Linked DNA regions of Columba livia: region 2 is linked to region 1. Evidence: chromatin contacts called from public Hi-C data. All regions are on one chromosome and are shown on one strand. The core of a region is the stretch at or near the end of the contact, and the rest is flanking DNA. Distances in the headings are between cores, read along the strand shown. Region 1 overlaps LOC110361895 (a long non-coding RNA gene). Region 2 overlaps SLC22A23 (solute carrier family 22 member 23).

Region 1 (6,908 bases), core at 2,893-5,392:
TAATGTTTCCACTCACTGCTGAGAATGGAAGAAGTCATGGATGATCATAAATTCTGCTGCAATGGGGAACTCCAGAAAAGCCAGTAGAACCATACCAGAATTAAATCAACACCACCCACCCCAGAAAAACACCATTTCAAAGAAGAAAGAAGCAATAAAAACAGACACATAAGAAAAAAGTTCATTTAATGTATTGATTCCTGGAGTTGTTTTGGTGGAAAAAAAACAACACTTCAAGACAGAGCAAGACCTTGGTAGCATCCCTCTGTACCTGCAGTTCTTAATCCTCTTGGAAATCATTGCAGCCTGTCACCTCTTCAGTCACTGTCTGAGCTTGAGCTTGGGTCCTCCAAGCTGACTGGTGGCTGTCAGATGAAAAGGCAAGAGAAGCCAGAGTGAACAAGGTCATCTCAGCTGGCAAGGACCAGTGCCTCACAAACACCTGCTCACCAGTGAAATAAACCAAGTCATTGCATAGGCAGACACATGTCAAGATCTGCAAAGAGATAGTAAAATGGCCACAAATTAGTTCATCCTAAATATCTGTGTACACACCACAAAGCTTCCATTCATCCTGGCAGAAAAGCTGTAGGCCTGTTTCTCATTCTGAAGGAACCATCCATCCTGCTCTCACACGAGTCAGTTTACCTCATCAGGGCACAACCTGGGTAGGAAGCGGCATGGATGTGCTCTACCTGCTCAAACTTTCCAGAAGCAGCTTGACAGACTCACTTCCCGGGAACATCTATTAGGTACCTGCTTACCGAGCCACAGGGTCAGAAAAACCACAATATAAAGTGGCAGATAGAACTTGTCAGGGCTTATCAACTTGGGAAAGGTTTCACTGTTTCTCTTGGGCATAAATACTCTGCACTTCTTAGAGGCTAGTTTTAATGGTATAAGCAGCAGCAAGGAGAAGGGGAGACAAGACATTTGCTGCCATTATTGTCTCAATAAAATTCTCTAAATAGCTGACACTTTCACAGCTGGGCTGTGGGGTTTTTTACCTTGACTGAAATCAAAGAGAAAAGCTGTATTTAGAGAGAACCTACACAAAAGGACTAGGAGGAACATGCATGTCTGGTTACGGGTGCAATCTCACAAACACCATCTTTGCATGAGTGGGCTGGCTCATTATTGCCTGATGGCAGTTTAGTCTACATTTGATTCTCCCTAGATCAGTTTCCATAACATCAAGCCACAGCTGGCACTAAGTGGCACCTTTGCTGTTCAGAAAAGAGAAGCAGTGAATAGAGATGCGAAGAGGCAGAACAGGTTCCAGCAGAGGGGAACCCCCAGTCCTATTTTGTCCCCATCAGGGGTCCCCTGGATTTAATTGGACTCTGCATTTTAGACAATACTTGATTAAAAAAATAATTTATTAAAAAAAAAAAAAGCAGAGACTGGTTTCTACTACTACCTGTACTGACATCATATCCAAGCTTAACTTTTAAAGTGTTAGAGAGAAACAGTACTGATTTATCCACAAATGATACATTTCCTTTGTGAAGTGTAAAGAAGGCAGCTAATTAGAAAGCCAAGAAATTAAAAGTACTATGGAAGTATTATGTGCTTTTTTTTTTTTTTTTAAATATTACCAGAACAACAGGAAGCTACATAACCAGGAAAGGATACCTGATTCAAACATAACCTTCAGTTTTAGTCTTTTTAAGAAGTTATTCCTATTATATGAAGCCTAAAAAGAGTTTTGAATATAAGAATTTAAAGGAGACTTCTCACTCTCTATTACTGCCAACCAAGACAAGTCACAGCTATAGCACAAAAAAATGAAAAGTATTTTAGGAAAAAATTAGCTTGATGTTCAGAAATGCAAAGTAGGAGGCTGGGGCTCCACCACATACTGGCCTCTTGCCTCAAACATGGTCTCTGCGTATTATCAGTAAAGATCTCTTTCCCAGCTCTCAAACTACATCCTGTATCACTTATTGCTAATGAATCCCTGAGGGATTTAGATATTTAATATTGCAACATGAGAAGATGTCTTAGAAGCAAAAAAAATTAAAGCAAGGGCACCTAGGCTTTAACTGAAGAATTAATCACAACGGGCCAGATTCCCTCTGAGTCACAGCAAGAAAATAGAAGTGAGAAATGGGTCCAAGAGTTTACCAGAAGAAGTTTCCAGGCTAGCAGGAGATTTACCACTAATCAGTTGTTGGATATAGATATAACTAGATTGGTAAGTTACAACTTACAGCTCCTACAATACATGCAGCAACAGAGATTTTACTGGTAGAACTCACCTTTGTTCTGCTGCTGACAAAACACCACAAAGCCAAACTGACAAAAAGTGACTGCTACAGGGTCTTCTGCCAATATTAAAGTATCATATATAAAAAAAAAAAGTTGCCACTTTGCATAGTGTTATTGTCTGGGTAACAAATCCACACGTCAATGGAACAGCTCTAAATAGCATGAGCAGGCAAGACCTCAGAGGGCAATTCAAGATTGACCCTCTGCAGAAAGGCAGTATATATTGCTTTTGTAACACCTGAACTGCCCGCAAGTTCTCTTTGGGCTCCATGACTGGCGCTTGAGAAGATAAAAAGGCATCACTTTTGCACCCCATGTGAAGGTGCGGTCCACCTGCCTGGAGTAGCACTGACATGACACAATAGCTGACATATTAAGGACAACTACAGTTTTTGCATTCAGAGACACAGATTTATAGTCAGAATACAGATGCCATCATTATCTGCTTTTCTTTGACTTCCTGAAGAAGTACAAGTTTAAACAGTATTAGGACGAGGGCCTGTCACACCATGTTTTCTCTGAAGTTATCGTTCTGAAGTACATGTTGCAATGTCAAGACAGAAATAAGTTTAGCAGCACTTTACCCAGTCAATAGAACAGGGCACCATAGAAGAAGGTTAACAACAGAAAAAACAAACAAACAAACAAACAAAAAAACCAACCCAACAGACAGCCCAACTAACAGATGAGACAGAAAACTGATCCAGAACAGAGTAGGGGAAATGTTGTAGTAGGAGTCCACAAAGCTTTGGGAATGGTAAGTTGTCCTTGTGTTCCCATTCCCACAGGACAATGTGGAACAGTTTACATGCAAGGCAAGGGGCATCTTCATGTGTCACAGTTATTAACTTGAGGTCCTTAAATCTGCAAGGTGCATCAGGCTATCTTTTAGTCACAAGGATAGTCACTGATAATTATAGAACATGAGCAGGTAGTGCCTGTTTCTCTTAAGCCCCACAGCAGCCTTGATCTCAGATCAGTTTCCATCAGTCAAATCAGTGTCAGATGACATACTAGATTTATACCATCTGTAGCAGAGTTCCCCATCTGCCTTGCTGGCTCTAAGAGCATATGACAAACTCTGGAGTTGGGATCTAATTTAACAGGAGCACACAAGAGCAGGAAAAAGTAGAACTTCAACAAAGCATCTAGTGGAGCAGAGCTTCCTCTCCTGCCTGTGGATGCTAGCAAATAACAATGACCACATTTCAGCTAATAACTACCAGGTGCCCCAGGCCACCAGAATCACACTACCCAGAACAAAGATACCAGGTGTTTCCACAGTATCAGGCAGCTGCTCCACCTACTGGATTAAGCCTATAGCTAAAGCAGCTTAGCTGTACTCATGCATCGTGAACAGCCTTTGGTCTCAGTCAGTCATAACTATGAATAACTTTAATAGGCCTCGGGGAGGTCATGAATACTATGGAGGTCTTAGTGTGGTGAGTGAGTTGAGTCATTAGAATGGGAAACAAGGAGGAAAAAATGGTAAGGCCACAGGCAGTCTGGCTGGTCTCCAATTACACTGTCCAGTCAGGCGCTTGAAAGTTAATTTGTGAAGTAATATGACCAAAGTCAAACCATAAATGAAGTTCCTCAAAATACATAAACAAATTAGCATTGATGCTGCTGTTTCTAGGTTTCTAGGGTACACAGGATGTCAAGTGACTGATGATGCATACAGAGAGCCTTGCAACAAAGGATCAGTATTCACAGAAACAGAGTGCATCATGGAGCTTTGCTTTTGACACAGCTGAATGCCAATGTGTTCGGTCTTCCACACTGATAGACACAGCAAGGAGAGACAAAAAATTCTGTATCATTCAACACCTTGTGAGGTCCTTTTTATCAAGGTGAAATAGAAGGATTTTTTTTTTTAGTATATACTTACTTTGCACAGCTTTAAGCAGCTGCACAGAGAAACAATATAAAAAGCTTTCACCTTAACTGCCATTGAAAATAATAATAAAAAAATAATTAAAAAAAAAAGAATCAGGAAAAGACAGAGATACCTTACTTCAAAATGACCACTCTACTTGCGTACTGGGTAGGATAATTAAGATGATATACACTGAGGAGTTTTGCTTTAATTTCTTTCTTTTCCTTTCAGGGCAGATAACATTTCTTCCTATAAAACCTTAAAAAACCCTGAAGTGTGATAGGAATGGAAGTTGGGACAAAGCAGACTAGTAATGAGAAAATTATGTCAGGGTAAAGTGCATCTGATACAGAGTCATAACTTCTTCATCAGTTGAGACAATCTCCTCTATAAAAAAACCCACTATGTACACCACAGTTACTGGTGTGTACAAAAGTTATGAGTCAACATCACACAAAAAGATTTCTTGTTGAGGAGGATCTTGTTTTGTGAAACAAGGACTAAAACTCATGTTTTATTCCCAACTGCAATGGATAAACTTTGTGTGACATTGAGTTTACTGTCATTTCCCCATCTGTGTGATGGTTATTATATTTCAAATACAATGCTTGTACCACAGCGAGATCAGTTGCATTCTGAGATAGAAGTTTCTGCATAAGCATAAAATATTGCTATTCTTAAAATTATTTACAGAACCTGAAAAGCAGATTATCACCTTTATCCACCAATATACATTTCTTATCACAAGAGATGTCACTGGGAGGAATTGTCACAGTAGGAAAGAAAAAACAAAAGTGTGACCTATCCTAAAAATCGCTATGATGGGAACTATCTTTTGGATCTTGGATATCAGTGCCACCGTTCCTTCCCATCTGCTGTTTCCCCTGTGTGTTGGGATCTGCTAAGTACAATCAGCTCCTGTCCTCATTTATGCTCCCTGGGTTAGAAGCTGGGACAAAGGACTAAAGGCAGATGTAGGTCTTTCCTTCCAGATTTCTGCTTTGGCAATTTGGAAACACAACTGCTCATGAGCCACAAGGGGCTTGTGCTGGCTGTCTGCATCTGCATCCTCATTCCTATCCCCTGAATCATGGTGGGATCAATAAGATTAGCCAAGAGGACTCCATGAGATGACTCACGAAGTACACATACCTGTGTAGGAAACAATTATTTTGCAAATATAATAGGCCCAGGCAGGATCTCTCAGCAAAGTGTATTTTAATAATGATTTTGCAAGACCAGGAGTTCTACCTAAAGGTAGGCACACCTAATAGGGCAAAAAGCCCCTGCATATATCACCGCCAAAATCCTGGCTGCAATTTCTCTCCTCTGTTCCCCATTGGTTGGGTACTTCAGGATTTACAGACTACCCTGGTGCATACAATACACTTTCCCTTATCAGTCTCTTTAAGATATGGATGCCTGGTACTCTGGCTGTACTTCCCCTAAATTAACTTGTAAATGCAGGTATCAGTGTGTATGCAGGTATCAGTATATATTCCAGGAAAAGACTGTGTTTTACATTAAGGATTCATAGTCTGGTATCTCTTGGTCATTCCCCCATGCTGGGGTCAGGTGCCAGGTCCTCAGTTATGTAAAAACAACAGTTCTTCATTAAATGTTCCTTACACCTGCAGGGGTGCAAAGCCATGCACCTCACCCTGTTTTCCTCATCGCTTTTAATCTTGTCCTTCTGCACCATTTTTCACTCAGTTTTAGTATTTTCTTATTGTGTCTGGTTCAAGCAGACTGCAAATGTAAGCACTCCACGTGTGGTTGTGGATCTCTGAGCTATGATAATAGACAACTGTAAGAATCTGACTGTAGCACAACCTTTTCTCTGCAAGCTAAAACTCTCCTAAACCAGCCTAGCTAAGTACAGTTTGGAGCACTAAGCCACAAACCCAAGTCAAACCAAAATACTCAATATTGAATGTTAAATGTCCTAGCAGATTTTACTCCTACTGCCTCATAATGATTGGCAGAAACGTCTATCAGAAGATATTTGAGAGATAGCTATGTCAAAACATAGAGGTGACACATGCACAAAGCCTTTCTTGATATAAATAGGATGTCATTACATTTCTTTTTTACATGCAATGATAAATACCACTTAAGATTATTAACTTTGCTGTACCACCAGTCATATAGGAGAAAAATCGAGGGCATTTCCACTTAAAATACAAGATGTTGCTGGTGTTTTGTAGCCAGGGATTGCTTTGTATTTCTCATGGATTTCATAATTAAAGTAAGAAGATAAAGGACTATCCTTTGAGGCTTGCAAGCTCTTAATGAGCTTGCTTCTGTGATGAGAATTAGCGTAGCCTGATGCCTTTCTTGAACAAACAGTCTCTGTCTGTGCAATGTGTACACAGCTCAGTGAATTTGCTGAGGGTGAACTGAGAGTACATCATACTGCTTCCCACCTTCTACACTAACTCCTCAAAAACTAATGCCCACCCTGTCTTCTGTTAAGTTAGGAAAAAGGTCCAGGCCAACAGACTAGGGTGATAAGTAAGGTATTTTTCACTTACTGCACTGAAGTTAATACTGCTCATGCAGATGGTTTAACTGAAAAACAAAACACACACACACACATCCCACAAATAAACAACACAAGCACCAAAAGAAAAACAAAAGATCAAAATTCCTCAAACCCCTACAACACAGGCAGAATGAAGATGAACTACCCAGGTTCTCACTTATTCATTCCCTGACCCAAGAGAAATTAATCTTTCTGCCCAATCCATCACTGATC
Region 2 (6,908 bases), core at 3,163-5,662, 160 kb before region 1:
GCCGGGGAGCACGTATCTCTGATTTATTGGGGCCTGTATGAGGACATCGGCAGCCTAATGGAGGATGGAAATTGTTAGGTACAGTAGTTAATCGACAATATATACAGCAAAGGAGGAGGGGGAAGGGAAAGTAGAGGAGGAAAGTGCAAATGAGCGCTTTCCATGCGTACAAACACAAGATGTACATCAAACAAAGTGGCAATCATATGGACACTCGATACAACATCGACATCCTGCTGCTCTGTTTGTGTGAACGTCTGCACTACTGAGCAATCACTAAATGGATGGCCTGAGTGAGAAAGGAGAAGAGAGAGGGAGAGCAGGGAGGTTAACTACAATGCAAGAGAGCTGTTTGTTTGCTAAGTCCTTGCATTGAACTAGATCCTCACAATATTCACACAGTGAGAACCCAAAGCCGATGGCCAAAGGAAATAGCTGGTTTTGGGGCTGGAGAAGTGGCCACTATCACAGTGCTATCTGCACAGTGGGAGCCAAACTGGATGTTCACTTTTCTTAGCCTCGAGTAGGATCGATCCAATTTAAGTACATTTTATTTTTTTCTGAATGAAAACCCTACGAGAGCAGTTGGAGAAGGGGGAAATCTGGGTGAGTTCACTGCATATACTTGCATCAGAACCAGAAAACATCTCTAAAACCCCAAGATGGCCACCAGCAGACCATAATTCATTATTCACACACTATCAATTCATTTATCTCCAATAGTCACTTAAGTATTTTTCCCACTGAAGTTGAAAACCTGAACCCTGGTTCTAAAAACAGACAAGGCAATGCCAGGACATCCATTTCCCAGGAGTGGGAACCCCAGCTGTGACACCTTTTGGAACAAAGTACATATCCTTATGTTTTGTTCCTGCTCTTCTCCTGGAGCAGTCGCTCAGAGATTCTGGGCCTCCAGGTAATGAAAACCATTCTCAGCAAAACTAATTGTTGCATCATTGGTCAAACCATTTACATCTCATTGCGATTAAACACCAGCCAGAACTGTCTAAAATAGATAAACAGACTCTTAAAATGCAGAAGGCTGATCCTCATTGAAAAAATCAGCTTGTTTGGGTAGGATTTTCTTCACTGCATTTAGTGAAAAAAGAAAAGTACTAATTTAGAAAGTAACTTAAGTGCACATGGGCTATAAAAACAAACACAAGCTGCCTAAAATGCAGTCAGAGTTTGAGTCACAACAGGTTTTGCTTTTTTTTTTCCTCCTTTTTTTTTTTTTGGTGTATACAAACACAGCAGGCAACCTCTGCGCTTGGACTTTCTAGACAGGCAGAAGAATGTTGCACAAGTCTAAATTTCAGTCAATTCAACTTTGCAGTGGATCCCTCTTTCCTTTAAAGAAACACAAAAACAAAACAGAAAACACCCCCCCCCATGGTTTCTTTCTTGGAATGGCTGCACCTCTTATAATAAGATGGCTTCATTTTTGTGATCTATGAAAGGAAAAGGAAATAAAGTGCTTCTTGAGAATAAATCAAAATAAATATACATATTTAATGGCAGGAAAAAAAGAGTTCTGAAGGGCTACCTTCAGCCAGGTCTTTTCTCAGATGAGTCTTTTCCCCCGTAACTTTTTCAAGAGCAGTCTGCACAACAGTTGAAGATGCCAAAAGTTGCTTTAGCAGCAGAGTTGAATTCCCCCAAGTCTGTGTCTGCTCCACCACTGGTTTGTAAACCCTGTGCAAAACACCATTGCCCAAAGTGCTGCTCCTCCTGCACAACAGCATCAAATAAAACAAGAGAGTAGAAAGGGAAAAAAAACCAAACCCAACCAAAAAAAAGAAAAAAAGAAAAAGGAAGAAAAAAAAATCCACCCAGCTACATTGACTTCATCCCATTGGCAGTGGTGTTCTCGGAGATCCCGTCACTCACAGCTGCCGAGTCGTGGAGGCCGGAGTAATCCTTGAGTTCAGAGTTTGTCAGGAGCAGGGGCTGCTCCCCCTTCTTGTGCGGCAGGAGGGGCTGCCGGGTGTAATGTTCACCGTCCGGGATGTTCTCGGGCAGGTTCTGGTTCTTGCTCTCCGGCAGCAGCAGGATGCAGATGATGCAGATGAGCGTACAGCAGGCGAAGATGACGTGGTGGAGGAAGTAGCCTTTCTGGTTGTGGAGCTCCATGATGGGGGCGGTCAGGCGGCCGAAGCCCGCGCTGGCCAGGACCAGCCCCAGCCCACCTCCCCTGCAAACACAGCAGAGGTGAGAGCCCGGCCCCACAGCCCGCTCCGGCCAGCACAGCCCCATCGGCACTGCCCTGGGGAGCCCACAGTCACGACAGGCCCTCAGACCACAACCCCCACCCCGTCTGGCATGTACCTGCGCACCTGAAATCTCTAAGGCAAACCTGGTTTGCTCACAGCTTTTGTGCTGCACTGTCAATGCTTTAACATTGCTTTGCTGTTGTAGATCATTGCTGACTGTTCGCCTCAGTGTGGGGAAATGACTCTGCTCACTGAAGTATCTTTTCACACCCATATGAATGCCTCCACATAAGGAGAAGAGGTATTCCCACATGCAGTGAAGGAAAACCAGATTTTGCTTAACCTGTGAGCCTTCTTCAGCTTACACAAAACACACCAAGAAGCAGTAGGTGCAGAAGTAAATTTTTGTGGCTTTTCAGTACTTAAAAGGGGCCTATAAGAAAGATGGGGACAGACGTTTTAGCAGGGCCTGGTGCAATAGGACAAGGGGTAATGGTTTTAAACTAAAGGAGGTGAGATTCAGACTAGACACGAGAAAGAAGCTTTTTACAGTGAGCATGGTGAAACACTGGCCCAGGTTGCCCAGAGAGGTGGTAGATGCCCCATCCCTGGAGACATTCCAGGCCAGGCTGGATGGGGCTCTGAGCAACCTGATCTAGTTGAAGGTGTCCCTGCTCACTGCAGGGGGGTTGGACTAGATGGCCTTTGAAGTTCCCTTCCAACCCAAACTATTCTGTGATTCTATCTGGCATCAATCAGCAGTGGAGGCAGAAGAAGTAGAAGATAAGGACTTTACAGGCCACTGCCTCAACCCGTTATAGTAAACACCACGTGCTGAAACATTATCCCCACAAAAATTTGTGGTGGATGAAACCTCTCAACACACTGATGTTGTAATAACATGCATTTTTTCAGGAAAAGAAAAAAAAAAACACACTAAAATCACTAGTGGTCAGAATAGGATGACAAGAGCTTGGGATTAATTTCCAAGACCTTCTCTCAACTCACAGCACAAGTTGAGATAGGTCCCTCACTTCATTCTCTCTTACTCTTCTTGAGTATTCTTGCGTCACAGAAAGGGGTCATGACAAGGTTAACATTGGTCAAATGCTTAAATTGTAAATAGCTAACTATATAAAACATTCTTTATGGCACAAATGCTAATTTATTAAGTACAATGTGCTTGTATATTGAGATCATACATGCACACACATGAAAAAAAAAGAAAACACATTAAAAGCTTTAAAAAAAAAAAAAGCAAGCGTGAAAATAACTTCATCTCCCCTCAGCCACAAGCATAAATGTTGCTTATGCAAGCCAAATTCAGGGCTCTTTCCTGATGCTTGGCTATGCAAGCAACCCCTCCTGCTCATCATGGCCTCTCCAGGCCCTCTCCAGGGCAGACCATTTGCTCCTCCTGCCACAGCATCACCCTCAATTCATCGCCCCCATTTTAGCAACATCTCTGAGAGTGGCAGCTTGCCCTTGGTTTTCCAAAGGCCCTGCGCCTGCAGAGGGAGGTGTCACCATGAGCTTAATTGCTGGTACCCTGATCTCCACTACCCCACCGAGCTTGCCTGGGTATCATGATTCCTCCATTTCCTCTGGGAGATGCCATCTATTCCCAAACCCTCTGGTGACCAGATGGGCTCAGGAGCCTTTTTTCCAGGCCCAGCAGCAGAAATGCAATTATTAACAAAAACTGGATGTTACAGAAGACAACTACAGAAGGCAAATGAACCACTTTACATTAAATACTTGGGAAAAAAAAAAAAATCGACTGTTGAGCATACTAAAAAATATAGCACTATAAACCCTCAAACACCAAATTAACTCAGCCAACCACCATGTTAAAGCCAATCTTCACCAAATCCTTTAAAAAATCCACTGCTGCTTAACTGACAGCTAAAGGGCAGCAAGCACAGATTTTAAAAAAATGTTCTTGGGACACTGACTGGATCAAAAATTCATGTATGTACACTTTAATCCTCCCGACTGGCAGAGCATCTTTCACAGACAACAGTGATTTCCCCAAATACTGCAAAAAGCCCTTATTAAAAACTTGCCAGCTTTCCGATGGCAATTTAGGAACCCAGCTGAATGCGGCCATTGTGCAACTGGCCTCCCTGCAACTTCATTAATACACTCACATAAGTAATCGACACAACCAGCCCCAAATACACGGCAAATCACTCTCCAAGCTGGCTCCGGAGCAACAAAAGCCCGGCTCAATTTACATCCGTGTTTGCTACAGCTAAATTGTGTCTCAAGCCCCGAGAAGGACCTGAGGTGAGTTTTAAAAGCCGCTGTAGAAGGGTATCAAGCAAGCTGAAAGGAAACAGGAAAAGGCAACAACAAAGACGCCTCTGTCATTACGGGTCAAGCAGCTTCAGTTCTGAGGGAAAAAGAAAAGTTTTTCCATGTGACGTCAGTAATTAGAGCAAGCGTTACTTTATCCAGCACCACCAAAACCTGGCAGAAGGAGAGTTAAAAATACGTTTTGGTGTGCATCCTGGAAGATTTTTTTAATGTTTGACTATACTGCAAATATGACAATGGAAAAAAAAACCAACCAAACAAAAGCAAACTAACAACAACAAACAGATAACGGGAAATACTCTCAGGAATTTTTTGTTGTTCATGTGCATACCAGGAAAACAAGCACAAGGCAAGAGAGGCAGCACCTTCATAATTCACAGTGTTTTTCACAGGTGCCATGGGGCACCAGATGGAAACAAAAAACACATGGGGTGCTTCGGGACACGGCTCCTCAGTATGAGATTTCTCATGGCAGGGGGCTGGTGTCTGTATTTCAAACAGGCTCCGAGGTGCAGAGTGGGGCTGAGGGAGGGAGCGCCAGGGCTGCTGGCACCCACAGAGAGCCCCCACTCCTCCCCTCCCACCTCCGCCCAGCAGCAGCTGCTCTGGGGGGTTTTCCAACGGGGTTTTCCAAAAAAGCTTGCTAAGTTCACACTGCACACCTCACCCTACTTGGCAGATTTTCTTCTGGTTGATGTGGCCAATTCCTTATCTATATATCTTTCAAACAGAGATGAGGAGAAAACTAAAGATGCATAGAAACACCAAATTGACTGACACGCACATAAGTAAATAGCTGTTAAGTGTTTCAGGCTGCTGTATAATCTCCTCACTACTCACACTGTCTTTCCCTGTGGAAATAATGTTATATATAAAATACATTCACAAAGTCAGCTTGAAAGAAAAGGCCATAGATCAAGGAGACTCTGGCTGCTCAAGCTGGTAGTTGCTTTCGCAAAGGTACAGAAAAGGCATATAATTCGGAGGGGGGAAGAAAAAAAAGAATATCTTCTCCACTCTCTCTCCCTTCCACCCGTATGACCTACATTCCTGGGAAATTCCATGGAGTCAGGGCAGACTCCTGAATTGCTGTGGCACTGCTGTAAGCATAATCCAGAACACACAAGCACAACCTTTGTGCTGTGAAAGATAACAGCAAATACATAAAATGGTATAAAAACCTGACTATACAAAGACATTTTATGGGAAGCTCCCCAGCAAACATCACCTGCCTGATTCCTACTATTGCCCAGGATCAAAGTGCTGCTCTTTAGAAAAACCTTGAGCCTCTGTTAAGGCAGATATGGGTGCAAAGAGAAAGATGACTCTATCTGCAATAAAGGCAGACCCCTCACATTGGTGTTGTAGGAGAGGCAGGGTTGCAGACTCTCAGGGCACCTATACACACCAAAAGCATTTACCACTACATGTTGCAGCGCCTCCTTTCCATAGCACCCCTAAAGTTCGCCCCATTAACCTGCCCTATAGAGGAAGGAATTGCCTGCACCTATGCCCTCCTCTGCACACTCATGGAATTTTTCTTTGCGTACGAAGCCAGAGACTCACATGGTCACTGCTGGTACAAATCCAGCAGAGTAAGCGAAGCAATAACACAGTTCAACCCCACAATCTGGTTCAGCTAAGCAGTTAAGACCATACCGCACTGCAAACAAATGCATTTCATACGATGCCTGCCCTGCTGATGAGCAGCACGATGGGACACAAGGTGGAGCCATTGGAAACAAAGCCTCTCTGCCACAGACATGCAGTTACTGAGAGAGACTGACTGCAAGGACGTTAAATTTAAGAGTGGCCTGAAAATTGCTGTGAGGTCTCAATTTGTGGGGGATTTCCCATCCTGTACAATGTGTTGTTACACAGCCAGTTATCAACCAAATAAGAATTTATTCCCCATCTTTTGAAGCGGGGGGCTCCAATGTCTCACCTGATTACTGTGGGCGTGATTTCAGCACAGAAGAACACACTGAGGCTTCCAACAGCATGCGAAGAAAACATACCCACGATGGAAAATGCAGTAGAGAATTTGTCTTTGACGCTGTCACTCATACCTGTCAAGACAAGTGTGTTCATAAGAAGTGCAAATGAGGCCAGACTTCCAAGGAAGAAAACAAGAAAACACGTTTATGTTACTCATTCTCCCTAGAAAAGAATGAGTCATTTTTGTAATGCTAATTTTAAACTGGTATTTATAAAGCCCATTCCTCAAGCACGTGAGACACAAACATATGTGAAAAAAACCATAATGCCACGCCAAAAATGACAGTGTTCTCTGAATTATTTATGCCCAGCCACCACAAAAAGGTAAAACCCAAGAAAAAACACATATTTGGGCAGCCTTTTAGGCACCAGCCACTT

What was found. Hi-C and Micro-C count contacts between places; a contact is called where the count stands out from the background.
Region 2: a Hi-C map of crop shows a contact between it and region 1, with 2.3 times the contacts expected there. The contact joins two enhancer-like sites. A contact is called at or near these places in 2 of 2 Hi-C or Micro-C datasets (crop and liver).

What each region holds. Positions count from the first base shown.
Region 1 is chr2:73,406,170-73,413,077 of bColLiv1.pat.W.v2, reverse strand. It overlaps LOC110361895 (a long non-coding RNA gene), which reads right to left. Exons shown (of 3, transcript XR_010470300.1): 2 at 451-496; 3 at 232-365. Among named protein-coding and RNA genes, the nearest start is that of SLC22A23, 47 kb to the left of the region's middle. Within about 2 kb of position 4,142, at least 1 of the 3 cell types and tissues checked has an H3K27ac peak away from gene starts, as active enhancers do.
Region 2 is chr2:73,564,810-73,571,717 of bColLiv1.pat.W.v2, reverse strand. It overlaps SLC22A23 (solute carrier family 22 member 23), which reads right to left. Exons shown (of 10, transcript XM_065052507.1): 9 at 6,478-6,601; 10 at 1-2,194. The coding sequence ends at 1,837. Among named protein-coding and RNA genes, the nearest start is that of PSMG4, 14 kb to the left of the region's middle. Within about 2 kb of position 4,412, at least 3 of the 3 cell types and tissues checked have an H3K27ac peak away from gene starts, as active enhancers do.